Linked DNA regions of Mus musculus: regions 2, 3 and 4 are each linked to region 1. A link is a contact called in public promoter capture Hi-C data. All regions are on one chromosome and are shown on one strand. Each heading gives the region's core, a stretch centred on a gene start, on an enhancer-like site or on the middle of the called end of the contact. The rest is flanking DNA. Distances are from core to core; before and after follow the strand shown. Region 1 holds the start of Cdca3 (cell division cycle associated 3). Region 2 holds the start of Ccdc77 (coiled-coil domain containing 77). Region 3 holds the start of Itfg2 (integrin alpha FG-GAP repeat containing 2). Region 4 holds the start of Tulp3 (tubby-like protein 3).

The links. Promoter capture Hi-C pulls out the DNA fragments that hold promoters and counts their contacts.
Region 2: a contact with region 1 is called in a promoter capture Hi-C map of pre-B cells, with 6 times the contacts expected there. The contact joins the promoter of Ccdc77 here to the promoter of Cdca3 in region 1. A contact is called at or near these places in 2 of 39 promoter capture datasets (cranial neural crest and pre-B cells) and 1 of 484 Hi-C or Micro-C datasets (B cells).
Region 3: a promoter capture Hi-C map of cranial neural crest shows a contact between it and region 1. The contact joins the promoter of Itfg2 here to the promoter of Cdca3 in region 1. A contact is called at or near these places in 2 of 39 promoter capture datasets (cranial neural crest and frontonasal cranial neural crest).
Region 4: a contact with region 1 is called in a promoter capture Hi-C map of cranial neural crest. The contact joins the promoter of Tulp3 here to the promoter of Cdca3 in region 1.

What each region holds. Positions count from the first base shown.
Region 1 is chr6:124,826,736-124,833,299 of GRCm38.p6, reverse strand. Cdca3 (cell division cycle associated 3) reads right to left here and starts at 3,124. Exons shown (of 6, transcript NM_013538.5): 1 at 3,027-3,124; 2 at 2,650-2,797; 3 at 1,812-1,938; 4 at 861-1,154; 5 at 631-734; 6 at 1-315. The coding sequence starts at 2,769. The coding sequence ends at 160. Usp5 (ubiquitin specific peptidase 5 (isopeptidase T)) reads left to right here and starts at 3,816. Exons shown (of 20, transcript NM_001326594.1): 1 at 3,816-4,015. The coding sequence starts at 3,905.
Region 2 is chr6:120,355,052-120,361,615 of GRCm38.p6, reverse strand. It overlaps Ccdc77 (coiled-coil domain containing 77), which reads left to right and starts at 4,249. Exons shown (of 12, transcript NM_001381936.1): 1 at 4,249-4,289.
Region 3 is chr6:128,422,056-128,428,619 of GRCm38.p6, reverse strand. It overlaps Itfg2 (integrin alpha FG-GAP repeat containing 2), which reads left to right and starts at 3,710. Exons shown (of 12, transcript NM_133927.1): 1 at 3,710-3,902. The coding sequence starts at 3,807.
Region 4 is chr6:128,352,519-128,359,082 of GRCm38.p6, reverse strand. Tulp3 (tubby-like protein 3) reads left to right here and starts at 3,232. Exons shown (of 11, transcript NM_011657.2): 1 at 3,232-3,345. The coding sequence starts at 3,305. It overlaps Rhno1 (RAD9-HUS1-RAD1 interacting nuclear orphan 1), which reads left to right. Exons shown (of 3, transcript NM_001326585.1): 3 at 890-2,083. The coding sequence ends at 1,432.

The DNA.
Region 1 (6,564 bases), core at 1,875-4,374:
CTCTAACTTCTTAAAGCATCATTTAAAATCATCTACTTTAATATACAGGAAACACATAAAACATTTTAAAAGAACGATGTCCAAGTACCAGAGTTGGTGCCTGAGAGGAATCAGAACAGGGCTTTCTTTGGTGCCCTTGGGGATGACTCCAGCACAGCCCTAGCTCTCCAACAAGGCAAAATGCTGATTTTCCTTGTCGTGGTCCTGGTTTGGCTCCCGTGCTCCTCCTCCAGCTTTGAGAAATCTTCCAGTTCCAAGAACGACTCCTTCCTTTAGGTCCTTAACGTTCTCACTGAGGGCAGAAGGCCGCTTACCCTGTAGAAGGCAGGACATGAGCTGAGGGGCCAGAGGGGTGCTGTGAGGGAGGCAGAGGCAAGAGCTGGGGAAAGCGGCCTCCCACTTTAATGAGGGATACTCTTTTTTGTTTATACGTATGAATGCTCTATTTGCATGTATGGCTGCATGACAGAAGGCATCAGACCCCTTATATAGTGGTTGTGGGCCACTATGTGGTTGCTGGAAATTGAAGCCCAGACCTCTGGAAGAGCAGCTAGTGCTCTTAATTGCTGAGACATCTCTCCAGCCCATGACAGATACTTGGTGACAATTTTCACCCCCCTCTTCCTTTACCTGTCGTAGTGTCAAGGTCCCAGGGGAGTTGTCATCCTGCAGGATGGTGAGAGGGGACCTCCCTAGAACCTTGCTGTTTGCTTTTCGTCTGCTGCGCTTAGAACCTGTGGTAAGAAAGGTTTTGTTAGAGTAAGGACTTAAAGTCGAGGGCTTACAGTTTACTTGTCCTCCGTTATCCCAGGACGTGACTCTAGCTTCTCTTCCCTCCATCTTGCTCTTCGGTTCTGTACCTGAGGACTGGGGAGTCTCTGGGTCTCTGGAGGGCTTGTCTGAGTTCTGGCTGGCAGCTATAGTTTCTGCGGATTGTTTGGCTTCCTCCTTGGTAAACACCTGTTTGGGATCGAGTTCAGCCTGGCTCCAAGGCAGTAACTGGTCCTCAGGGGATAACTGAGGATCTGAAGACAGGTCCAGGTCATAAAATAAAGGCGTTTCCCGGGGCAGAGCAAGCTCTGGGGAGGAAATCGATTCCGACGCTTCTGTCTCCAATACTTCGCTCAGCTCTTTCACCAGTGAGCACTGAGGGTCTGGAGGAAAGAAGGCCGAGAAGCTGCAGCTTCCCGATCCAAATCAAGGAGGGGAAGATAAGGGGGCGTCGGGCTCCTGCTCAGAGCGAAGGGGAGCGGGAAGGGGGAAACCAGGATGGGGGGAAAATGATCTGGAGAAGATCGGAGATAAGCGCTGGGTGGCGTCCCGGCCAGGTACAATTCTAGCACTCCAGTACTGAAGTAGGATTGCCTCAAGTTCCAGGCCAGCCTGGGATACAACGGGAGGCCTTGACTTAAAAAGAAAATGGGAAAAGACAAAAACAGCCGATCAGCGGACAAAGGAGCTTGTTAGCAAACCTGATGGCCCTAGTTGGAGGCCAAGAAGCTACACGTAGAAGGGGAGAACTGACTCCCTCAAATTGTCCTCTGACCTTCACATGTGAACTGTGCCAGGTGTGGGCCTCCACCCCCACCCCCAAATCTGTGTTAGAAAATGTTTTTAAGTGAGAAAGGTCCCATACAGGAGGATAGAAACCCTGGCATGCTTAAGACCTTTGGTTAAAACCCCAGACAAAAAAAAACCAAATAAATAAACAACAACAACAACAACAACAACAACCCAGTAAAACAAAAATGGTGGTGAAAGCACCCTAGAATAGGTGTCAGTTTCAGGCACCCCCTGAGCCCATCACTTGCCTGGACCACTGATCTTCATGGGTGTCCGTGCAATGCCAAGAGTAGGAGAGCGGGGATCTGGGTCTTGTGCCTGTTTGAGACCGTTCAGCTGTTCTGCTGGTAGGCTTGGCTGTGGAGAGCTCTCTACCTGTCAATACCACAGGTTAGAATAAGTCTGGGCCCTGGGCTGGAGAGATGGCTCAGCGGTTAAGAGCACTGGCTGTTCTTCCAGAGGTCCTGAGTTCAATTCCCAGCAACCACATGGTGGTTCACAACCATCTGTAATGGGATCTGATGCCCTCTTCTGGTGTGTCTGAAGACAGCAACAGGGTACTCATATACAAAATAAATAAATAAATCTTTAAAAAAAAAAAAAAGTCTGGGCCCTGACCTTTATCTCCTCCCCATATTTCTAGCCAGACCTGCGACTGCCCAGTGCAGGTTAAAGAATGCAGAAAGTTGCCAGGCACGGTAATGGCACATGCCTTTTATCTCAGTACTTGGGAGGCAGGAGGATCTCTATATGTTTGAGGCCAACCTGGTCTCCATTGTGACAGGGCTACATGGTGAGACCCCGTCTTTAAAAAAAAAAAAAAAAAAAAAAGGCAGAAAGTCAGCTAATGAAAAAAGAGATCATGTATTTGAAAGACAGCAAGGAGGGGTATACGGAAGGGTTTGGAGGGAGGGACAGGCAGATATGACAAGATTATATTAGAGCCTCAAAAATAAATAATAAAAGGGGGAGGGATGGAGAAAGTAGGGTTCCAGTGGCAGTGGGAATGAGGGCTCATGTAAACAAGCTAGGCAGAGGCCCGCATCCAGACAGCCTCCCTGCATTCCCCAGCCCAGCCCAGTATACCTGAATAGGAGTGCGCTGGATGCCAGCACTAGGTGAACGAGGGTCTGCTACTCGAGCCACTTGCTTGTTGCGTGGCAGAGGCCGTGCTGGAGTGCCTGAGACGCTCTGAGTCGAACCCATCTCCACTGGGGCTGGGGACGGGGCCCGGCTGTGCAGATGCAGAGGAAGGGACGTCCGTCAGAAGAGACTCAGAGCTTACTGCTTCCGTGTCGGACCTCTGACCCCATACCCACCCGATCTTCCCAGCTTCCAGCAGAGGAACCTCCGGGTCGCTAGCCCAGAGAACTCTGCAAGGATAACGAATGGAGATTTTTAACAGAGCAGTCAGGTCTGCGGGAGCCTTCGTATTTAACCACTAATTCATTCACATTACTTACCGGGCCCCAGCTCGACCTCTGCCCGAACACCAGCTAGAGAAATAACTCCCAAAGCCCGGAGTTTCAAACTTCCCTCCACGCCCCCTGCCCCGACCCTATTGGCTAAGCCGAAGCAGACTCTCATAGGCCAGTTGTGGAAAATGCGCCTTCCGGAGCAGAAAGCCATTGGTCTGAAGGATGTCTATCATGAGGACTGGCCAATGGGCTGAGGACTGGCTTGCCCTCCGGTGGTGGCTCCGTGAGCTGGGGACTTTTGTTTAGTATCAGCCTGACAGCGGTGGACTTGATGGGTGCCACTCGGCCTTTCTGTTTCATTAAACAAAATAGAATGAGTTATCAGACTGTATGCACAAAGCCAGCTGGAGACGGAGTTAATATGGTTTGTCTAAAGCGAAACAGCCATCCTTATTGGTTGACGGAGTTATCACGCATCTCTCAAAATCGCCTCATTGACTACTGCTTTTCAAATACCAAGACAAGTGCTTTCTGATTGGACGAGTCCTTGGCAAAGTTTCAGTAATCAATGCGTTTAAACAATTCACAGTTTCTGCTCTGCACGTAAGGCATTCTAGAGTCCTTGAATCACAGCTCCTGCAACTCCCAGCCCTCCTGGAACCGCCACATGAGCACTTGCCCTGGGAGAGCAGGATTGGTCCTTTCGGCCATCAGTTGTACCCGCGGCGCTTTTTATTGGTATTCGCTGAGTGGGGGCAGAGGGTGGAGCGCCAGGAGGCAGGCTGGGTCCAACTGCCGATCTCGCGCGTCTTGCCTTTAGCGCATGCGCACACTGAGTCGCGCTCATTGGATGCGAGAGACGGAGGGGGGCGGTACTAGGTACAGTGGGAGCTGCTGTGTGAGGAGGAGCTGCTGCCGGTGTCATGGCGGAGCTGAGTGAAGAGGCGCTGCTGTCAGTGTTACCGACGATCCGTGTCCCCAAGGCGGGAGACCGGGTCCATAAAGACGAGTGCGCTTTCTCTTTCGACACGCCGGTAAGCCCATTCCCCACGCCCGCGACGACCACGACTTCCTTCCATTGCCCTGGTCATTCGGCCAGGCCTGCAAACCTTGGGCTACCGCCTCCTTGCGATGCACCCTGGGACTTGTAGTTTTCTCCATACCTCTCTGCTTTTGCTTTTCATTCTCTGTAGCTGTAGTATGACTACCACTCCCGGAAGCTACAGCTCTCGCCTTGCCCACTCCTGGTCTCGTGAAGCATTATGGGCATTGTAGTTGGCCATGTCCCTAGTTCCTATTCTAAGTTCGAATTGTAACCCGTACGGCGAACTACATCCCCCAGGCGACTCCCAGAAAAACCCTTGAATGTGGCCTTGCACGTTGCGCAGGGCTCTCCGGGTTTTGTAGTTTCATGTGGGAGGAGTAGGGGCGACTCCCCGCTGTTCAGGGCAAGGGTTGAGATTGGGAAGGTATGTATCCTGCAGCTTCTAGTCTGGAAGAGGATGCCAATCTGTGAAGAAGTCCGATTTAGAGAAACACTGAGTTAAATAGCCTCCACTAGTGGTTAATTTGGACAGGGGATGAGGAGGTGGGCCATTGGTCAGGGAGGAGGAAAAATACCCAATGGAGAGTTCTAGTCGTTTTTTCCTTTGAAGTGAACTATAGCCGCGACCCCTCCCATTCCTCCGTCCTTCACAGGTTGCCGAGACAACCCCTCTCTCAAGTATTCCTTAGAAAGGGTTTCTTTGGAGGATGCTAAGGCCCCTTTCTCGTCTTGCTCCCACTCTTGTCTAGTTAGACAAAGCCGCCACCCACACCGTGCTTCACGTTCTGCAGGCTCCACCTTGTACCTCCCTTCCTGCAGTTCTGCCTTCCTGTGTCATCTTCAGCCAGAGAGGAGCCTTCAGGCCCTAACTGAAAGGGCCGCAGTTTGGTTGGGATCCGCCCCCTTCATCACCCCTCCCCTCTAGCGGTTGTTGGGCCCTGCCCAGAGCTTTAAGCCAGACCAGCTCATGGCCTGAAAACTGCAAGTCAGACTGGAAAGGCTTCATTAATGCATCCCCAGTGCCAAGTATAGCAGCATAATGTGATGCCCACTTCAGGACCAGTCCTGTGATTTGTGCTTTGCTTGGTTTGCTGGGCTTTGATCAGCGCCCCAGATAAGCTCTGCTTCTCTCAGGTTGGCCTTAGTAGAAGTAAAGGATGATTGCCCGGCACGGTTTTCCACCAGCGATGAAGCCAGCACCTTTTATTTTCATCTGAAGAGTTACTTGAGTGTTCTCACCTTCCTCCCAGGGACGAAAGGTAGAAATCAGTGGGTCAGTGTTTACACTTAAAGACAAGACAGTTGTTCTTGTCTCTCCTTGGTACTTTATATGACTGGAAAATAATGTTTTTGTTTGTTTATTTGTTTTGTAATTTTTCCAGCACCTTCCCTTTTTCATTCTGAGGCAAGGGCTCTCCAGCCTACTTGACGTAGTAACAAACTGAAGCTGGTCAGATCATCTTCTCATTCTTTTTATGGAAGCAAGAGAGTGTAGCTAAGCTTTGTGGTGAGAAATGCTTTATTAATGAACACTGCGGTCTACACTATTCTAGGAGTGGTGCAGTGTAATTTACTGGTCCACTAACTGCCTCAGATACCATACTGTCCTAACTTTACTATCACAGTGGAGAAAATTTCAAGGCCTCTAAGACTTATATCCCAGGAAGAGGATGCCTGTGGCTCAAAGCCTTGGATCTGAGATAAGACTCCTTTCCAGCTTCCTCTCCCACTTGCTCTGTCACTCTTATAGTGGCACTCACACGTAAAAACACATTGGAAGACTGGCCTAGTTTTAGGGGAGCCTGTCTTTCCCTCCTCAGCTGTGATTCAGGGTGGGCACTAATTTTCCCTGTTCTTCTTGACTTTTATGTTGTCTGGCTCTCTCAGCAAGTGTTGCCAGATTGTTCTGGGATATCTCAAACAGGTTTGGTGGCAACAAACCTGTCACCCCAGGCAGGCCTGGGAGGCTGAAACAGAAGAAAAGTCTAGGTCAGCCTGGGCTACAGAGTGAGTTCCAGGCCAGCCCTGGTTACAGGAGGAGATCCTGTCTCAAAAATAAACAAATGAAATAAATAAAAAGGGATAGCTTTGAGGTTATAGGTTGATGGACCTTGAGTGGAGCTCTTACAGGAGAGGTGTCAGGCAGGGGTAGCTAGTGACTGTAAAATGATGGCTTTCGTGACCTAAATTAGCTTCAGGTTTGGTTGTAAGTCCCAAACAAGGTGTTTTCCCCCAAAACCAGGGTTTTCCTCTGATAGAGAGTGTGACAAAGGACAGAGGTCTGACCCCTGTCTTGCTTGATGCTGCGATCTCTGCCCTTGTGATCTAGAAGGTTTTCTGACTTATAGACATTAGGTAGGGTTTGGCTGGCTAGCGACCATCTGCTAGTGCAGGTCTTTTTTCTCTCACCTCTTCTAAGTGTGATCCCTGACAGTGCGACCCCCTTTGCCTTCTGGATCTCCTGAGCCAAAGAAGAGGTGAAGGGAGCCAGGCGTGGTGGCGCACGCCTTTGATCCCAGCACTTGGGAGGCAGAGGCA
Region 2 (6,564 bases), core at 3,000-5,499, 4.5 Mb after region 1:
TTAAACTGAATTTTGATACAGGGTCTCACTAAGTTGCCTGGTGTGCTATCTTTGAACTGAATTCTCCTTCCTTAGTTTCTATACCTGGTTAGTCCTCAAACATTTTGTCAACAGCCCATTGTGGCTGGCTGGTGGAGGTCTTTAATATATTAACACTTGGCAGAGGCAGGCAGATGTCCGAGTTCATTGACAGCCTAGTCTACAGAGTGAGTTCCAGGACAGCAGGCTACATAGGAAAACATGGTAACAAAAAGACCCTTATAGGGGATAGAGAAATGGCTCTATCCCCTCACCAGACAGTAGCATTTGCTGCTCTTGCAGAAGACCTGAGTTCAGATCACATCAGCCACGATGAGTGGTTTGCATCTGTCTATAACCAGAGCTCCAGGAGATCTAATGCTCTCTTTAAACTTATGAGGGCACATACATGTGCAGCATATACACACATGTATACATTTTTAAAGGTTTATTTATTATTGTATGTAAGTATACTCTAGCTGTCTTTAGACACACCAGAAGAGGGCATCAGATCTCATTACGGATGGTTGTGGGCCATCATATGGGTGCTGGGATTTGAACTCAGGATCTTCAAGGGAACAGTCAGTGCTCTTACCCACTGAGCCATCTCACTAACCCCCCTCATGTATATATTTTTAAAGATCTCACTGTAGGATAGCTATAGCTGGTAGTATGACCTCACTGTAGTTTAGCCATACCTGGTAGTCTGGCATTCAAGGTCATCCTCTGCTACTTACTAAGTTCAAGATCAGCTTGGGCTACATGAAATCTTGTCTCAAGTCAAAATAACATGTATACATTTTAAAAGTACTGAAAGAGCCAAAAAACTTTTACTTACATAGATTATGTATTTGTATATTTATATTTTTCATATAATAATAATTAAAGCTAACAAACTTAGCATGGCAGATATCCCATAATTCCAGCAGAACAACAAGACATAAGAATCAAGGGTTTAATCCAGCCTGGAATACATAGTAAGTTTAAGATTCCTCCTCCTCCTCTTCCTCCTCAGCCACGCACACCCCAGTGAAGTCTTCTTGGCAGGCCGAGAGGCCTGGAAGCGCTCACAAGGCAAAGAGTTTCACAGAAACTCACCTCCTGGAGCTTTGGTGTTCTCATTAACCCGTATACTCATACCCTATTCCCGCGTTAGTCTGGTGTATGGATCTATGTGCTCTCTTTTAGTATTATTATAAGTGCCTTTTAAGATTGAATTCTGACATAGCTAAGCCTTCGCCAGTGTTCCAACGTCCTAGAAAGTCCTTGAGCTGACCATGGGCTTGGAATTCAATGTTGCCTATTCAGTGACATTCAGAATTGCCTCTGGTATTACACTATCACTTAGAATAAAAGCCAAGTAAGTCGCTCCCATATACAGGAATTTACAATGGTTTAGGAAGTAGATCAGGCGGTGGTTTTAGAGTATTGCATTATTCATGAGATGGTTAGCTAGAGCAGAACTCCCAAATTAGAGCCATGGCTTGGGTGTGAAAGCCCTTGCCCTAGGAGTGTAAAGACCTCACACCTGGCTCCTAAGACTATAGCTGACCTTAGATAGGGCTGACATTGTCTCAGTTGTTTTATTGCCCAGTTCCTGCCAGTCTTTGTGTTTACATTCCTCTGTTTAGTGTAAGAGTCAGTAAGCATTCGGTAACCTCATTTGTACCTTGCTGATGTGTCACCTAACTTCCCTATTTTCTTCTGTATAAAAAGTTTGATGCTCGGGCTGGTGAGCTGGCTCAGTGGTTAAGAGCGCCAACTGCTCTTCCAAAGGTCCTGAGTTAAAATCCCAGCAACCACATGGTGGCTCACAACCATCCGTAACGAAATCTGATGCTCTCTTCTGGAGTGTCTGAAGACACACTACAGTGTACTTACATATAATAAATAAATAATAATAAAAGATTTATAAAAAAAAAAGTTTGATGCTCAATTTGACAGATGACATTCAGATTCTGGTGTTGTGTCTGTCTGTCATTCATTTGCCGACTCCTTGTCCATCTGCAACTAGAGACTCGTTCCACACAGACAAAGGGACCCAGAGGGTCTGCAGCACTCTTTTTAAAAATTGGAAATGTGGGGCTGGAGAGATGGCTCAGTGGTTAAGAGCACTGGCTGTTCTTCCAGAGGTCCAATTCCCAGCAACCACATGGTGACTCACAACCATCTGTAATGGGATCCAATGCACTCTTCTGGTGTGTCTGAAGTCAGCAACAATGTGTGTATGTGTGTGTGTGTGTGTATATATATATAATAGATTCCTCTAAAAATTGGAAATATATAGGAAGGAATGAACCATGCTTTTTTTTTTTTTTTTTTTTTTTTTTTTTTGGTTTTTTCGAGACAGGGTTTCTCTGTGTAGCCCTGGCTGTCCTGGAACTCACACTGTAGACCAGGCTGGCCTTGAACTCAGAAATCCGCCTGCCTCTGCCTCCCGAGTGCTGGGATCAAAGGCGTGCGCCACCACACCCGGCTGAACCATGCTTTTAAAAATAGTATTTATGCTATAATTTATACCATAATATTAAAATTTTAGATTTACTTCATGAGTGTTTTGTCTGCAGGTATGTATGTGCCTACTGCCCACAATAGGAGGTCAAAAGACTGGGACTTGTCTCCAGTCAAGGGATTACATATTCAAATGTTATGTCTAGTCAGTCTCATTTAAACATCAGGAGGATATATGAAGAGCTGAGGGTGGTGGCTCATGCCTCTAAACCCAACACTAGTTGGGGAACCCTGTCTCAGCAACAAAAGAGGATATATAAAAGGAAGTTACACAAGAAAGGATCAATTCTGCAATGCATAGTAGCATTACTTTAAAATTTGGAAAGCTTGAAAATTGAAGCTTTTATGCCTATGTCAACTTCAGTGGCTCACTGATAAGTGTACACAATTTTTTCAATATGATATTTCAAATATCATTGGTTTTCCTATTCATGTCATAGGAAAGGATAAAGAGAAAGTTTATAGTTTTTCCTTCTTTGTTATTCTATTTTGGTTAGTCCCTGGGAAATTCTTGGAGTCAGGCTTGGGTGAGAAGTATAGTTCAGTGGTAGAATACTTGTTTACCATTAAGTAACCATGATTCCTTTTTTGGTTTTGTTTTGTTTTGTTTTGTTTTGTTTTGTTTTGTTTTGTTGAGACAGGGTTTCTCTGTATAGCCCTGGCTATCCTGGAACTCACTTTGTAGACCAGGCTGGCCTCGAACTCAGAAATCTGAGGCCTGCCTCTGCCTCCCGAGTGCTGGGATTAAAGGCATGTGCCACCACGCCCGGCAGGACCATGATTCCTGAAGCCTTAGTTCAGTCGCAGGGTGAATCCAATGACTGAGCAAACAAGCAAAGAGCCATTAAAATGTGTTTGGAGTCAGAGGTGATGAGCTATAATACCTCTCTGTGTGTTTGTTTTGTTTGTTGTTTGTTTAAGGGTGTAGTTCTGCCCTAGAACTTGCTGTGTAGACCCAGCTGGCTGCCCCTGCCTCCCATACACTGGGCTTATGCCTGAGTCCCAGAATTTGAGGGTAGATGCAGGAGGATCTCTGAGGCTTCTACACAGCAAGATCCAAGCTAAACTGGATACATAGTGAGTCCTGGTTTGGTTCCTCACACCCATATGGTGGCTCACAACCATCCCTCTTTAATTACATCTAAGCTAAGGCATAGAAAACTCTGTCTCCTCCTCTCCTCTCCTCTCCTCTCCTCCCCTCCCCTCCCCTCCCCTCCCCTCCCCTCCCCTCCCCTCCCCTCCCCTCCCCTCAAACTCCTGATCCTTTTTATGTCCCTTCTCAGGAATTGGGATTACAGGCTTTTACAACTCCGTAGGATTTGTAGAACGTTTCTTAGGCTCACTTGAAACAAACTAAAGGCTCACTCGAAACAAATGATAATGTGTACTAAACTCTCCGAGGAGTTCTCGTGATTATGTATGTCATTTATGCAACAGGTTTCATTAAAGGAAAATAGTTAAGTGAGTTTAGACTGAGTTGTCAAAACGAGTTCTAACAGCCAAGGGATACTTACCTCCCCCCTCCACACGCATTCTGTCTTTGCGCAATGCTGTGTGCAGAAGAGAAACTACACTTCCCAGGAACCTCTGCCGGTGAGGCGCAAGGCAAGATGGGAAGTACTGCTGGGTGAACAACCGTCCTATTGGTGTGCAACCTAAAAGGCCGCCTGAGCTCGTGAGCGATTGGTAGGATTTTGTAGATGCTCGCTGATTTGAGTTGTTTTTCGGTTGCGTTGTTGGACGCCAGGGGTTAGCACTTGGTGAGTGTGGATTTCAGGGAAAGGGTGAAAGTTTTTTGGGGAGTAAATATGGTGGGATAAAAGCCTTAGTAATCAGTGCGGAAGGGAGCTACAGGAGACTAAACCTAGGGCCAGTCAAGGAAAGATTGTCTGTAAAAAGAGAAGTTTCCGGGACGCGGAGAGCTTTAAGAATGACTGAGCAAAGATCTGCTCAAGAACTGTATGAACTTGCCAGAGAACAGGATCCAGACGTCCTGAGATGGACGGAGTTCCGTCTCCGTCTTCCTCCCACTTGCTTAAGCTTCGATTTCCTCGTTTGAAAAATAAGGGATAATAAAAATACTTCAGAAAGTGGTTATGCGGGTAAATACGACTTTTTAGGGACGGGGTTGTGGCCAATATGTAGAGTGTTTGCTTAGCACGCCTGTGCCCTCAATTCGATCTCTTACACCTACAAAACAGAAACCCATCACCTTTTATATAAATAGAGGCATTCCTGCCTTGCAAGGTAGGATTAAGATGGCTTCTGTCTGCCTGGAAGATAGGTTATCATAGTAAAACTGCAAATACAGGCATTTATCAGTGAGGGGGGAAAAAAAGCTTTTAAATTTTTTTAATTATTCGTTTTTGTTTTTTGATTCGGGAATCTTACTCTGCAGCCCACGTGGGCTTGCAGTTCACTATATGTACCAGACTGGTCTCAAACTCTTGGCATTATACTCTTGTCTCGGTCTTCTGAGTGTTGGGAGTACAAGTACACAATCAGTTTATGGTTTTTCTGTTGTTTATTTGAGACAAGACCTTGCTCTGTTCCGGGCTTGCCTGGAATTCAACTCTGTACCCTAGGCTGCCCTCAATGTTGGGTGATCTTCCCAGTGCTAGCTTTTAATGACAGATGCCACTACAATTGGCTTTCTAGATCGTCTTGAATGGAAAAACTCAAGAAAGAGATGGAAGAAATAGTATTTAAGATGAATTTTACATGCAGAATACACTTGATTAAGTGAATTTACTAGAGTTGTGGAAGGAGTTATAATTGAACTGCCAGGAAGCTCATGAGCAAAGGCATAGAACCAAGAACATTATGTGCCTCTGGCGTGGTGTATAAGCTTTTAATCCCAGTGCTCGGGAGCCAGAGGCAGGCAATCTCTGTAAGTTTTAGACCAGCCTGGTTTACATAGTTCCAAGCCAGCCGTAGTGAGATCCTGTCCAAAAAAACAAACAAAAAAAACATTTTATAAAAACAGGGTATATCTGGGGAAAGAGATAAAAATAAGTCAGGGAAGAGAGGTTAGGCTCTAAAATAGAAAGTTCTGAATTCTAGGCTTTATTTAATGTTCGTGTCTGTAAGTAGCCACTTGTCAGCTTGTGATTTTTTTGTTTTGTTTTGTTTGTTTGTTTGTTTTGTTTTTTTTGGAACAAGGTATCTATCACTATATAATGCTGGTTGTCCTGGAACTCAGGCTGGATATGAGAATCTAGAAAAGTATGGCCTAACCTTTCCCTTAAATCATTAGACAGGGGCTAGAGGGACGGTTCAAGTGTTTGAGAACACAGGCAGCTCTTCCAAGGGACCTGGGTTTGATTCCCAGCACCCACATGGCAGCTCACAGTAAACATGCATCTAGTGCACAGACACACATGCAGGGAAAACACCCATACACATAAAATAATCATATTTTTAAAATTATTAGAGCCAACAGTATAAAAATGGTATAAGAGGACTCAGCAGGTTGAGGTGACAACTTGAGGCTGACCCTCCTAGAGATACCAGGGAGTAGGGAGAGAAAGCTGACTCTTTAGATGTACATACATGCCCACATACACACACACACACACTCAAATACACACACACACTCTTAAAAAACCAAGATGATCTTTCCTCCTCAGTTACTTGTTGTCAGTTAAGATGGAAATTATAATCATACAGATTTTTTTTCTGCTGTTTTTTAATTTTTGTTTTGTTTTCCTGGTGCTAGAGGATTAGAACCCTGGGCCTCACATATCCTGGGTAATCTTTGTCAAAGATAAAAAGTAGAAAAAGCAAGTCAAACAAAGTACTTTTGGCTCTCTGTTCATTCTAAATTTGGCATGACAGTCTCCTTAATTTCCATGGACTATATTGCTTATTTTTAAAAGTTTTTTTAAATTTATTATTGTGTTTATGTGTGAGTATGTAGAGGTCGGAGGACAACTTTGTGGGGGTTTTGTTTGTTTGTTTTGTTTTGTTTTTTCGAGACAGGGTTTCTCTGTATAGCCCTGGCTGTCCTGGAACTCACTTTGTAGACCAGGCTGG
Region 3 (6,564 bases), core at 2,461-4,960, 3.6 Mb before region 1:
TTCAAGTCCAGCCTGGTCTACATAGTGATTCTAGGGCTACACAATGACATAGTCTTTTAAAAGCAAAGTATATATGTGAATTACTCGCATGTATCTGTGTACAGTACCCGTGGGTGGCAGAAGAGGGTGTTAGTCCCAAGAACTAGAGTTGGAGTTAACCCAGACTACTATGAGGCCATGTGATTCACAGCAAGTCTTAAGCCTCTTCATCTATAATGCATGGATAAAAAGCACCCTAAAATCTTGTTCACCTCTTGAGTGCTCCTTGGGAGTCTAAGAACTTAAATTTGACTCCTCTTTATAGAGCCCTGGAGATGGAAAGGTCCTAGTTTATGGTAACATTAAAACTATCTAGTGAAAATCCTTTCATAAAGTCGCTAGATCTTCATGGCTGAAAATAATCCTGCCACATACTGAACTCTGCCGTGTCTCTGCTTACGTTGTTTTAGGCACTTGCACCTTGCTCGACCACACTTGAGCATTTATGGAGGGAACGTGCTTAGATGAGAAAGTCCAGCAACAGGTGTTCTGGGCTATTAATGTAGGTTTCTTCTGTATATTATTATTGGTTTGTTTGTTTGTTTTGTTTTTCGACACAGGGTTTCTCTGTATAGCCCTGGCTGTCCTGGAACTCACTCTGTAGACCAGGCTGGCCTCGAACTCAGAAATCCTCCTGCCTCTGCCTCCCAAGTGCTGGGATCAAAGGAGTACACCGCCACCACCCGGCTTCTTCTGTATATTATGCCGCTAAAATATTTCCAATCTCTCCAGCCTATGAGATGTTTCTCCCCCTACATACCCACCTCCACCAGTTCCCACATCACTGTTCACCTCTGACCTGCTCTTACCACAGGCACTTAGATCCCACGTAAACACATTGTCTCACAAAGCCTGCAAGGTCTGATGCCACTTACCATGCCTACTTGAGTACATACTTCAAGGTACCTGCAGATGAGTTGTGTGTACAGCAACAACACTAAGAACTAGAGAAAATTTTTTCTTTCTTTCTCTCTCTCTCTCTCTCTCTCTCTCTCTCTCTCTCTCTCTCTCTCTCTCCCTCCCTCCCTCCCTCCTTCCTTTCTTTTTTTTTTTTTTTTTTAAGACGGGGTTTCTCTGTGTAGCCCTGGCTGTCCTGGAATTCACTCTATAGACCAGGCTGGCCTCAAACTCAGATCCATCTGCCTCTGCCTCCCAAGTGCTAGGATTAAAGGCATGCGCCACCACTGCCTGGCTTAGAGAAAATATTCTTACAAGTAAATCATTGCTAGAAAAAGAGATCCAGCCATACAGCTATGCAAGGAGCAGTCTTTTTTTTTTAACATGAAAGCAGGGAGCAAGGAGGCAACACAGTTCAACAGTTCACTCACTGGCCGAGCAGACCAGCTGAAATGGTGCTCCAGGTTCAGGGAGAAGCCATGTCTCAATGAGATGGAGAAGCAGTTGTAGAAGACATAACATCAACCTCTGGTTTTCACATAAGCGCACTCACACAAGTGCTCAGACAACACACATAATACTTAGTTTATGCCCTATTGGGTCTTTTTAACTTTATTTGGCTCTCTTGACTGACAGAAGTTGTGATTGAAGTGGCACAGCCTTCACGATAAACAATTGTACGAAACAAAACCAGGCACTGCCCCTGAAAATTCCAGAACAAGGACCCCAAATGATGAAGATTGACTAAAGTACTGTGCTGGGCAGTGGTGGTGTATGTCCAGCGCCTGTGAGGCAGAGGCAGAGGCAGGCAGATCTTTGTGAGTTCAAGGCCAGCCTGTTCCCCAGAGCTAATTCCAGGATTACACAGAGAAACCCTGTCTCAAAAGACGAACCAAAAAAAAAAAAAAGAAAGAAAGAAAGGCATTGTGGAGTTCTGGGTCAGGATGTGATTTCAAAGACTTGGGTCAGAGCAGAGTGGACAATGAGAGAAGTGGCTGATTCTCTACTCCCAAGAATTAAGTATTTATCTTACAGCTGTATTTAGAAAGCTAAAAAGAGAAAGCAGCTAAGTACAACGAAACATAAATTGCTGGTTATATTCAAGCACAAACACTTTAAGTTTGGTTCTGTTTTCTCCCTAATAGAACGAGATGACAGCAGGTGAGTTTATAGCACCGGGTATACCCAGGTGACTTAGACCTTCTAAGGGTTGTAGCCATCCCCACAGCTCACTACCAGTAACAGGGACTGGTAACTGGGAATGGATCTGCAGTGCCTTTTTCCTTTCTACTTTGAGCTGTCAGAGCCACGAAAACCAAATCCATCCTTTCCTCTAGGGTAGAAAGGTCTCTCATCTCAGACTTCTTTCACCACCTTTGACATAGAACGTAGGACATCTCTGGTCCAGCACCCCCTAAGATGAGAAGCCAAATGTAGATTAGCTTGCACATGTAAAACTAAAGGGTTTTCCTCCTTAAGAGAGTCTCAGTGTGTTTCAGGCTGGCCTCAGACTGCATGTGATTGACAATAATCCTGAACTGCTGCCTCTGCGTCCCTAGCGCCAGGACTACAGGAATTTCTATCGAGTGTCTTTTGTTTTTATTGACTTTTTGTTGGAGATGGGGTCTCATGTAACCAAAGCTGACATAGAATTACACAGCCAAGGCTGATACTGATCTCTTGATCCTCCTGCCTCTGCCTCCCAGGTGCTAGAATTACAGGCGAGCACTACCACATGTAGTTTAACTAACACTCCTGTTGCCTTGATCACATCTCAGAAGAAAGGCAGAACCTGGTTTATCAGGGAAAGTATCCCAAGCAGCCCCAGTCATGAGAATAATGGCCCCACCTAAACTAGAGTAAGGCCACTAGAAACAGGTCTCTTTGTGCTGGGGTGGGGCTACATCATGCCTCGGGTCCAGAATCCCAGCAGCCTTCACTTCCATGGGAACTGCAATAGTGACAAAAGAGCTCTAACATTTTACATCAGACATCTTGGTTTGAATCTCACGTCTACCACTTTCTGCAAAGTTACTCAATCTTGATGAACATGGTTTCCTCACCTGAAGAAACAATAAAGCTTACATAATTTTGCTGATTAAATAATACATGTAAGGTGTGCTTTGCAATAGGTATTTTTCAAACTGCTGCCCATAAAGTACACAGCATAATTTTTTCATTATAATCCAGGGTATATATATATATATATATATATCCCCAAAACAAGGCTTTAACAAAATAACACGATTTACTACTTAGATCTTTTTCTCTTTGTCTGTTTTCATATTTTTAAAATCTTTGTGGTGGCTCTCCTGCTACATGTGTATGTGTGCATCACCTAGGTGCCTGGGAAGCCAGAAGAGGTTGTCTGGCGTCGGACTTCTTAGAACTGGAATTACAGATGGATGGGTGCGAGCACCATGTCGGGGCTAGGAATCTTCCCAGGGTCCTCTACAAGAGCAAGCAGCCAGTGCTCTTAATTGCTGAGCTCTATTTTTGGCCCCTTAAGTTTTGTTTTTGTTTTTTTTTTAACGTGGGTTGTAATCCACTACATTGCGTTGACAACTCCATTAGGGAATTTCATAAAAATTGTTGGAAAACAAAGCTGTTAATTATGACGGCTATTACTATGACCCGAGGGATGGTCTGAATCCCCCTCAGAGAAAAAGGTCAAGCCCCAGGTATCAAGTCAGCTCCTGGCACGGAAGGCCCGCCTCCTCCCCTAAGGTTAGGGGAAGAAAGCCGGAACTCAAGGCTTAAGCGGTGACGTAGACTTCCGGTTCGGTGGCCTGACACGCGTGCACGGCTGTCCTGAGGGCTCGGGGGTCGTTTTGGTGCAGTGGCCCGGCACCTCAGCCCTCCAGAGTGCCATGAGGTCGGTTAGTTATGTGCAGCGCGTGGCGCTGGATTTCAGCGGGAGTCTCTTCCCGCACGCCATCTGCCTCGGAGACGTGGATAACGACGCGGTGAGTGCATGCGCACTGCAAACCACTGCATTTGGGCGGAGCGAGATGGGGGTGGTGGGAACGACACGATGGCGTGTTGTGCGCTTGCGCACTGGAGTCAACATGGCGTGCGGAACAGAAAATTTTGATTGACAGTATCGCTCTGAGACCGTCACTGCAGGAGGCTTAGTTGGGCCAGAGCCTCTAGTAGTTATTTTTTGTTTTAGCTTTAAAATTTATGTGTAGAGTGTTTTGCTTGCATGTGTGTCTGTGTACCGTGTGTGAGCAGTGCCCGTAAAAGCCAGAAGAGGAACGCTGGGTCCCCTAGAACTGGCGTTAGAGACATTTGTGAGCTGCCACTGCTGGGGATTAAACCCCATTCCTCTGGAAGAGCTAATGTCCTATCGCTGAGTCATCACTCCAGCCATATTTTATTTTTTTATCATTAATTTTAAGAAGACAGGTTGTTGGTTCTCTTGCACAGTTCAGTGATTGTCAGGATAGGAGGTTGTAAAAGCCTGTTTCCCGCGTTATTTCCTTTCGTAGCCGCAATTCCCTTGCAAAACATCTTTACATTTCAAAGCCCATTTTTTAACCTGTAAATTGCATTTAATAATATCCCTCTACCTATAGCTTTCCCTCCCCCCCCCCCCATTCCCCATGCTACCATGCTTGCCCACACTCTTGGCTGCTATTGCCACACTGTTGTATTGCTCCTACACTGGAATTAACCGGTAGATATCTCTGCTGCCTCCAACCTACCGCAGATACCCCATAATCAGTGTGGACCATGCGAGGCTTCTACTGTGCCTACCCAGAATTGACTCAGGTGTCTGGCGACTTTGTAGTGTTACCTCTTCGTTGAAATACAAAAGCAATTTCTACCTACTTTTTTTCTTTCCTAGGCAGTTGATGCTTTTCTCGTCATTTAAATAAATAAATGCACATTAAGCAGGTAGAACGATGACAGGCACACAGTTAAGGCTCTGGAACTGTTAGTGTTAACAGTATTAGCAGCCCCACCCCACCCCCGCCGCCAGGCCTACCATAGGAAATATTAAAAAAAAAAAAAAATGGGACTGTACCTAGTATGTTCAGATTTCTTTCTTTCTTTCTTTCTTTCTTTTTTTTTTTTTTTTTTTTTTTGGTTTTTTCGAGACAGGGTTTCTCTGTATGGCCCTGGCTGTCCTGGAACTCACTTTGTAGACCAGGCTGGCCTCGAACTCAGAAATCCGCCTGCCTCTGCCTCCCCAGTGCTGGGATTAAAGGTGTGCGCCACCACACCCAGCTTTCAGATTTCATTTCTTGACACCATTACCTAAACAGCACAGCACAGCAGCTTCAGTCCTGCATAACCTAACGGTGGATACTTTGAGGGATGCATTATTGGGTTACTTTGCTGTCCTAACATTTTTTTAAAATATTGATTGATTGATTGATTGATTCTATGTATGTGAGTACACTGTAGCTGTACAGATGGTTGTGAGCCTTCATGTGGTTGTTGGGGATTGAATTTTAGGACCTCTGCTCGCTCTGGTCAACTCAGCTTGCTCAGTCCCTGCTTGCTCCAGCCCAAAGCTTCATTTATTATTATACATAAGTTCACTGTAGCTGACTTAAGATGCACCAGAAGAGGGCGTCAGATCTCATTACAGGTGATTGTGAGCCACCATGTGGTTGCTGGGATTTGAACTCAGGACCTTCAGAAGAGCAGCCAGTGCTCTTACCCATTGAGCCATCTCACCAGCCCCCTGTCCTAACATTATAGTGTATGCTTACACAAACCTGAATGTATTTATCCTGATATATGGAGCCTACCACTGACCAAAGTATATGCAGTATGGGTCTGTATTTAGCCCTTGAGACGATTTAAAGTATATGGTAGCAGCCTGGGGATGTAGCTACCAAACACTTGCCTGACTATGAACAAAGCCCTGGATTGAATTCTCAGTACCACAAAAATAAATAAAAGAATAAGAATTAAGCTGGATGGGATGATGCATGTCTTTCGTCCCAGCATTCGGAAAGCAAGGGCAGGCAGATATCTGAGTTCTAGTCTAGTCTCATCTACAGAGCCAGTTCTAGGACAGCCAGAGCTACCCAGAAACCATGTCTTGAAAAACCAAAAAAGAAAAAAAAAAAAAAAGAACTAAAATGTAGTTGAGATAATGTGTAAATGCTACTGTATGGTTTGATATAAGGCACTTGATTTGAGTATTCACAGAGTTCCTATGATCAATGCCCCACAGATACAGAGAGAGGTTCAACTGTCATTTATGCTTTCCTTATTTTGTTTGTCTAAAATGGGAACTCTGAAGGCACAAATAGTTGTGAGCTGTCATGTGGATGTTGGGGAGCAAACTAGTAAGAGTTCTAAACCACTAAGCCCCTCTCTGAACCGTTTCATCCCCCATACTCAATAATTTGTAAATTACGCTTGCTTTATTTGCATGTTTAAGTGACAGGGCAAGCACACACACATATACATACACACGCTCACAGCCACAGGACAGGTGTAGAGGTCAAAGGACAATTTATAGGAGTTGGTTCTCTCATCCACCAACCACATGGATTCTGTCCAGGGATCAAACTTGGGTTTTTGATTTAAACTTGTTATTAAAGGCAAGTATGAAAAGCAAAATATTACCATATATTACCAAAATATTACCATATAGTGGAGGTG
Region 4 (6,564 bases), core at 1,983-4,482, 3.5 Mb before region 1:
CTTTACTGTGTTAGGGTTTTCAGAATACTGACTCTGAATCCTTTTGGAGCAGGGCCAGGGAAATAGTTACTGTTCCTGACTGTGGTATTGTCTTAGATATCCTCTTTTCTTCCTTCACACCAAAATATGCATTATATGGTATTGGAGTCTCCTCTGCCAGGTTCCCCTGAAGAGTTCTGATTGAACACTTAACTACCCAGTAGCGGGGTGAAGAAGCAAGAAAGGTGACCAACATGAAAGATTATTTCTTGCATTTTATATGACAAGTACTAGGTATTCTATGAGTTACTGAACCTTAGTGGAGAAAACTCCTTCCACAATGTCATGCTAATCCATGCAAATCCAGCACTGGGAGGCTGCAGCAGAAGGATCTCCAGGTAAAGGCCAGCCTGGTCTTCATGGTGAAACTGTCTACAAAAGAAATCCGTAAGCATTGAGTGAATAAACACGGGCATTAGATCCCAACAGTCACTTCCATGGGGCTGCCGTTCATTATTCACTGAAGACCTTCCTGCCAGGCCCTCCCTCAGCCAGGCGTTGTTGACAGTCAGTCTGTCCCTGCCCTCCTGAGGATCCTTCCGACCTGTTCTCAGGAAGTTTAAGGACGGGGAGTTAAACAAGCTATAGCAGTGTAGTGGTGATGAGAGAGGCCTTGTCTCCTCTCTTCCTCGGGCGCACCCTGAAGGGCAGAGCGATTGGATAGCTGGCCCAGGTCTCTTGCCTTCTTGTCATACCACATAGCTGGATGGGTGTCTGTCCTGTATTGTAGCGAGTCCTCACAATTCTGGACAAAAATAAAGGATCAGACACATTTACTCTAGCTGCTTTGCAGCTGGCTCGCCACCACCACCATCCTTTTTTTTTTTTTTTTTTTTTTTTTTATGCACAGGTGTCACCCCAGTTTGATAGAGCAGCGGAAAGCCGGTTTCTGATACACCGGAAGCCTCACCGAGACCAGGCAAGGCGCCCAACTCGGAGATCTACCTGCAAGTTTCCACGTCTAACCTTTGAGAGTCCACAGTCTTCCAGTTCAGAGACGTTGTTGCTATCCAACCGAGTGCAGCCCCAGAACTCAGAAAAGGACCCACCCAGAAGGCCTTTAGTGCCATTGTTCAGTCCCCAGAGCTGTGGAGAACTGTCAGTGCATGTACCTCACAGTTTACCTCATGTGTTCGCACCCCCTGACATCCAGACCCCAGACTCTTCTGTAAGAGACGATCCCATTTCCCCAGACCAGAAGGAAAACAGTTTTCCAAGCTGCATCCTTGGCCCTGGGACTCCCAGCAGCCCAGAGCCGGGGCCTGTTCTGGTCAAGGACACCCCTGAGGAGAAGTATGGGATTAAGGTCACGTGGAGACGCAGAAGGCACCTGTTTGCCTACCTTAAGGAGAAGGGGAAGCTGGATGGAAGCCAGTTCCTTGTGAAGATCTGACAGGACCGCAGAGCTTCAGTTCTTCCCGGAGCTGCTGTGGGGAGGTTTCGCAAGTCATCCTGGTTTGAAAGGATGAAAGGGGACGAACAGCAATAGGAAGACCACTTAGCCAGAGTCGGAGTTCGGTTTCTAGGGTTCCGCCTCGCACCAGGAACCGTTGAATTTAGTGTCATGAACTGTTGGTATTTTTCTCACATTAACTGTTTAGACCTCTGACGTTTCTTGTACTGTTCACAGCGTTTGTAAATAAATGGCTGCCGAGTTTTTAGAGAACCCAGCCGTTGTCAGTAATGCAGCCTCGTGCCCATCTATAAAAGGTCTATGCTTATTAGTCTTCTGCCTCGAACTAATTCATCTCACGCTGTTGGTACCGAGTGTGAGGCTCAGCGACTGGAGAAAATCAAGAGAGAGCTCTGGTTTTTAATGGTTGACAGCCTTGGCTCAAAGGGTCCCAAGCCAGGCCTGTGTTGGTGAATACGATGGGGTCAGAGAGCTAGGGGACGGATGAGTACTTTAGGTTTGTGTTTTGAGATGTGTTTACAGTGGAAGAAATATGACGCTATCACATGTGGTGGAGAAATGGATTCCTATCAGTAACTTATCCTATGTGTACATAAAGTGGAAGCTCACACTCTAGTGTGGGTAGTGTGGATGTGCCTGTCTCAGTGGTCCTCTTACTCATTCAAATAGCATCTCTTTCAACCCTACTCATTTAGCACTAGCCCTTTCTAGACCAAGCAGAGCTTATGAGTGAAGATTTGTAGCACACACACACACACACACACAAAGGAGCAATCCAGAGTCCCACAGGGAGAGGGGCTAAGTGAGTGCAATGCTTTCCTAGCCTATGTGTGCAGGTATCATATTCCCTAGTTTTCAAAAATTAATTTCTGGGACCTGGAGAGGTGGCTCAGCAGTTATGAGCCCTGGATGCCCGGAGGCGCGAGTTCTATTCCCAGCACCCACATGGTGACTCACAACCATCTGTAACTCCAGTTCCGGGGTATCTGACAGCCTTGGGCACCAGGGATGCATATGATATGCAGACATACACATAGGTGAAACATACACATAATAGCCTAGGGCACGATGGCACATGCCTTTAATTCTAGCACTAGGGTGACAGAGGCAGTAGGATCTCAGAGTTCCAGACCAACCGAGGATAGTATAGTGAAATCCTGTCTCAAAATAAATACATTATTTTTTAAGTGAATTTTTGGATTCAACATCAGTGTGACTTTGGCCTTACTAATTAAGTTTATATGCTATAGTTCTGGTCATAAAGTCCTATAGGGACCAAAGCCACAAAGGCATTGATGGCTGGAGGCATGATTTACTGCAGAGAGGACAGCTTAGCTGCTACCCTCACTAAATAAGGACATTTGCTGAAGGTCCCCAGGTAGGGATCCCTCAGTCGGGCTTTGGGCAAAGGCTGGTTTGGGAGGCTGAAGGCCTCGGCTATCCCAGAGTCGGTGGTCAGATGCTGAGGCTTCAGGTGATAAAGAGTAGAAAACCCAAGGCAGCAGCCTGGATGTTCTCGGTGCCACAGAGGGGTGCTGGGGATCGCTCTGTGGGGGCCAGTCCCGGAGCGGTGGAATGGAGCAGCAGACTCTTCCGACCCAACCCCGGGGGGCTGCTCCCGGATCTAGCGCACGCGCCTTCGCCTCCCGGTGCCTCCCGCCCCCTGGAAACCCTCCAGCATCATGGCTAACGCCATTTGCCAGTGAGAGGGGAGCGTAGGGCACTGGACCAATGGGCGTCGGCGACAGTGCGGGGTGTGGTTGTCAGGGGCGGGGCCCGATCTCCTCCATCCTCTCCAGCCGGGCGGCGGCGTCTCGGGGTCTGGACGCTGATGCCACCGGTCGGGCGGGTATGGAGGCGGCGCGCTGCGCACCCGGACCCCGCGGGGACAGGTCAGGCGGCGGTGGGGCGGGCTGGGGTCTCCAGGGTGGGCGGGCAAGAGCGGAGGCCAAGATCGGGTCCCCAGCTGAGCAGGCGCTTTGCACACCCCGCGTCGCCAGAGCGCTCTCGCGTCTCTTTCCTGGAATTTACCCCGAACCTGCTCACCCTACTCCCCAAGGGCCTCCGATTCCCTCATTTGCAATGCGCTGTGCATCCCGTGCCGCCAGCACTCTTGAGCCGCTCCCCTGGAGTTTACCCTGGACCAGCTCGCCCTGCTCCCCTGGGGTCTCGATTCCCTTACTTGCAATGCGTTCGCCCTCCCCCATGTCTTTCACGAGTAGGATCAGAACTGAGCTGGAAGGAGGGCACTCTTGGGAGTCGACGCGGAAGGTCGCGAGTGATGGTTAATTGGTTCCAAGGCCGTTGCATTTGGCAGTCATTGCGGAATTCTGGAACGAGTCCGAGAGCTGAAAATGCAAAACTGTTCTTTTCTTCTTTCTTCCTTCCCCTGAGTTCTAGCAGTTCTTTCAATCAGGACTTAGTTTAGACTGATCCGTACTCTTGCTCGTGCCCCTGGCTTTTCTACCAATACCCCTCTTTTTGCCTGGTTCACATGGTGAGCTTGGAAAGACAAACGGGCTGCAATCTCAGCCTGTTCATTTCTTGTCAGCTAGGCTAACGAAAAGTTAATGGGGGGCCGTGTGAAATCACTGGCTCAAAACTTTGGCATGGTGTGAGGATTAAAATCAAACACGCCAACTACATTCTTCCTTTACCATTCCATTACCACAGCGATAAAGGCTTGGCGTGTTAGGATTTGGTCTGACGTTTAAACTGGTTTTTAACTGATCCGAAACCATATTTTACAAAGTTATAAAGACGGAATAGCGACCCCCCCACCCCCCGTGGGTCCCATCCAGACTAGGCTTCCCTGAAACTTAATAATAAGTTAATAAGGAGGACTTTGAACATTTGCCCCCTACCTCTGCCTCCCAAGGCGTCACCTGTTTTAATCTTTCATCAACTAAATTCTATAAACATGATAGCTGCTCTCTGAAATTTGTTTACAACTTCTCCATTTTGGGAACCGAAGATCCATTTACAAGGGTAAGGTCGGGGTAGGAAAGTTAGAATTCAGCGTGTATCCGGTTGAAATCAAATGATATCGCGTTCAGTTGAGGGATTTAGTTGTTAACGAAATGATTTTTAGAGAAGTAAATTTCTTAGGGATGTGATTTTATTTTTATTTTATTTTTTGAGATAGGTCTTATGAAGCAAGACTGAAACTCGATATTCAAACCAGGTTAGCCTCAAACTCATACAGACCCATCTGACTCTGCCTTCCATGACTCATGATTTTAGGGAACAAGGACTTGACTTTGAAACTGGGACCAGCTGGCAGGTTTTTGTTTTGTTTTGTTTTCATCTCCTGGACTTGAAGCTTTAAGCTTTAATGCCTCCTCCCCCACCTTTTCTTCCAAAGAAAGAAATCGACTCTTTAATTTCCAGTTGATTGACAGGAAAGGAGCCCGTGGGAGCCCCTAGTTTCTCCTGCCCTAGGAAGAGCATGCAGGTTTGTTGCTAAAAGCCAGTGACTGCCTTGCTTTTGGGGTAGTCATTAAGAGTGTTTTGAGAGAGACTTCGAGACTGACTTGACTGAAAGTCAGTATAATCCAGTGGTCCAGGCTAGCCACAAACTCAAAATCTTCCCTGCCTGAGCCTCCCAAGTGTCTCCTGTAGGCATGTATCACCAAACCTGGGTGGACTTGTGTGCTAGGTGTCTTCTCTCTCCCCCTCTCTCTTTGTCTCTCCCCCGCTCTCTCTTAAATTTGAAATTTTCTTTACATTCTGACCAGAGTTCTCCCTCCTCCTCTCCTCCTCCCAGTATTCCCCCCCCCCATCCACTCCTCCCTTTCTCTCCTCCCATGGATGCCAACCAGCCATGGCATATCGAGTTGCATTAAGACTAGGCACCTCCTCTACTTTTAAGGCTGGAGGAGGCATCCCAAGAGGAAGAAAGGATCCCTAAATCAGGTAACAAGAGTCAGACCCAGGGGGCTGGTGAGATGGCTCAGTGGTTAAGAGCACTGACTGCTCTTCTGAAGGTCCTGAGTTCAAATCCCAGCAACCACATGGTGGCTCACAACCATCCGTAACGAGATATGACTCCCTCTTCTGGTGTGTCTTTAGACAGCTACAGGGTACTCACATATAATAAATAAATAATAAAAAAATTAAAAAAAAAAGAGTCAGACCCAGCCCCTGCTCCCACTGTTAAGTAGACCAAGATACACAACTGTAACATGTGCAGCGAGCCTAGGTTGGTCCCGTGCAGGTTCCCTGGTTGGGGGTTCATTCTCTGTGAGCCCCTATGAACCTAGGTTAGTTGATTCTGTTGGTTTTCTTGTGGTGTTCTTGACCTCTCTGGCTTCTTCAATCCTTCCTCTCTTCCACAGGATCCCCTAAGCTCCACCTAATGTTTGGCTGTGGTCTCTGCATCTGTTTCCATCAGTTGCTAGGTGAAGCCTCTCTGATGGTGGTTATGCTAGGCACCTGTCTGCAAGTACAGCAAACAGAATGTCATTAACAGTTTCAGGGGTGATCTCTCTTTCATTGCCTGGGTCTCAAGCTGGACCAGTCATTGCTTGTCCATTCCCTCTCCCTCTGCTCCATCTTTACCCCTGCACAATCTACAGGCAGGACAAATTGGAGGGCGAAGGTTTTGTGGCTGGGTTGGTGTGCCTGTGCCTCCACTGGAAGTCTTGCCTGGTTACAGGAGATGCCCAGTTCAGGCTCCATATCCCCACTGCTAGGAGTCTTAGCTAGGGTCACCATCGTAGATTCCTGGGAGTTTCCATTACACTAGGTTTCTAGCTCATCCCAGAGAAGCCTCCCCATTCCTGATTCTGGTTGTCTCTCCCAGTACTCTCTCCCTCAGTCCCTCCCCCCCACGTGATCCTTCCTATTCCTATCCCCACCCCTCCATTGAGAACCCTTCCACTCCTGCACCCCACCCCAAATAAAGTTGCTATGAACTTAGTTGAGCTATGTTCATACCTTGTGGTATGGTGGAGCATCTTTTTGATATATACTCAGGAATCTTGACGTTGACTGATTCCCAATTTTCTGAAACACAAACAAACAAACAAACAACCAAGCAACCAGTGTAATTGATTTCCAGAGTGGTTGTACAAGTTTGCACTCCCACCAGCAGTGGAGGCATGTTCCCC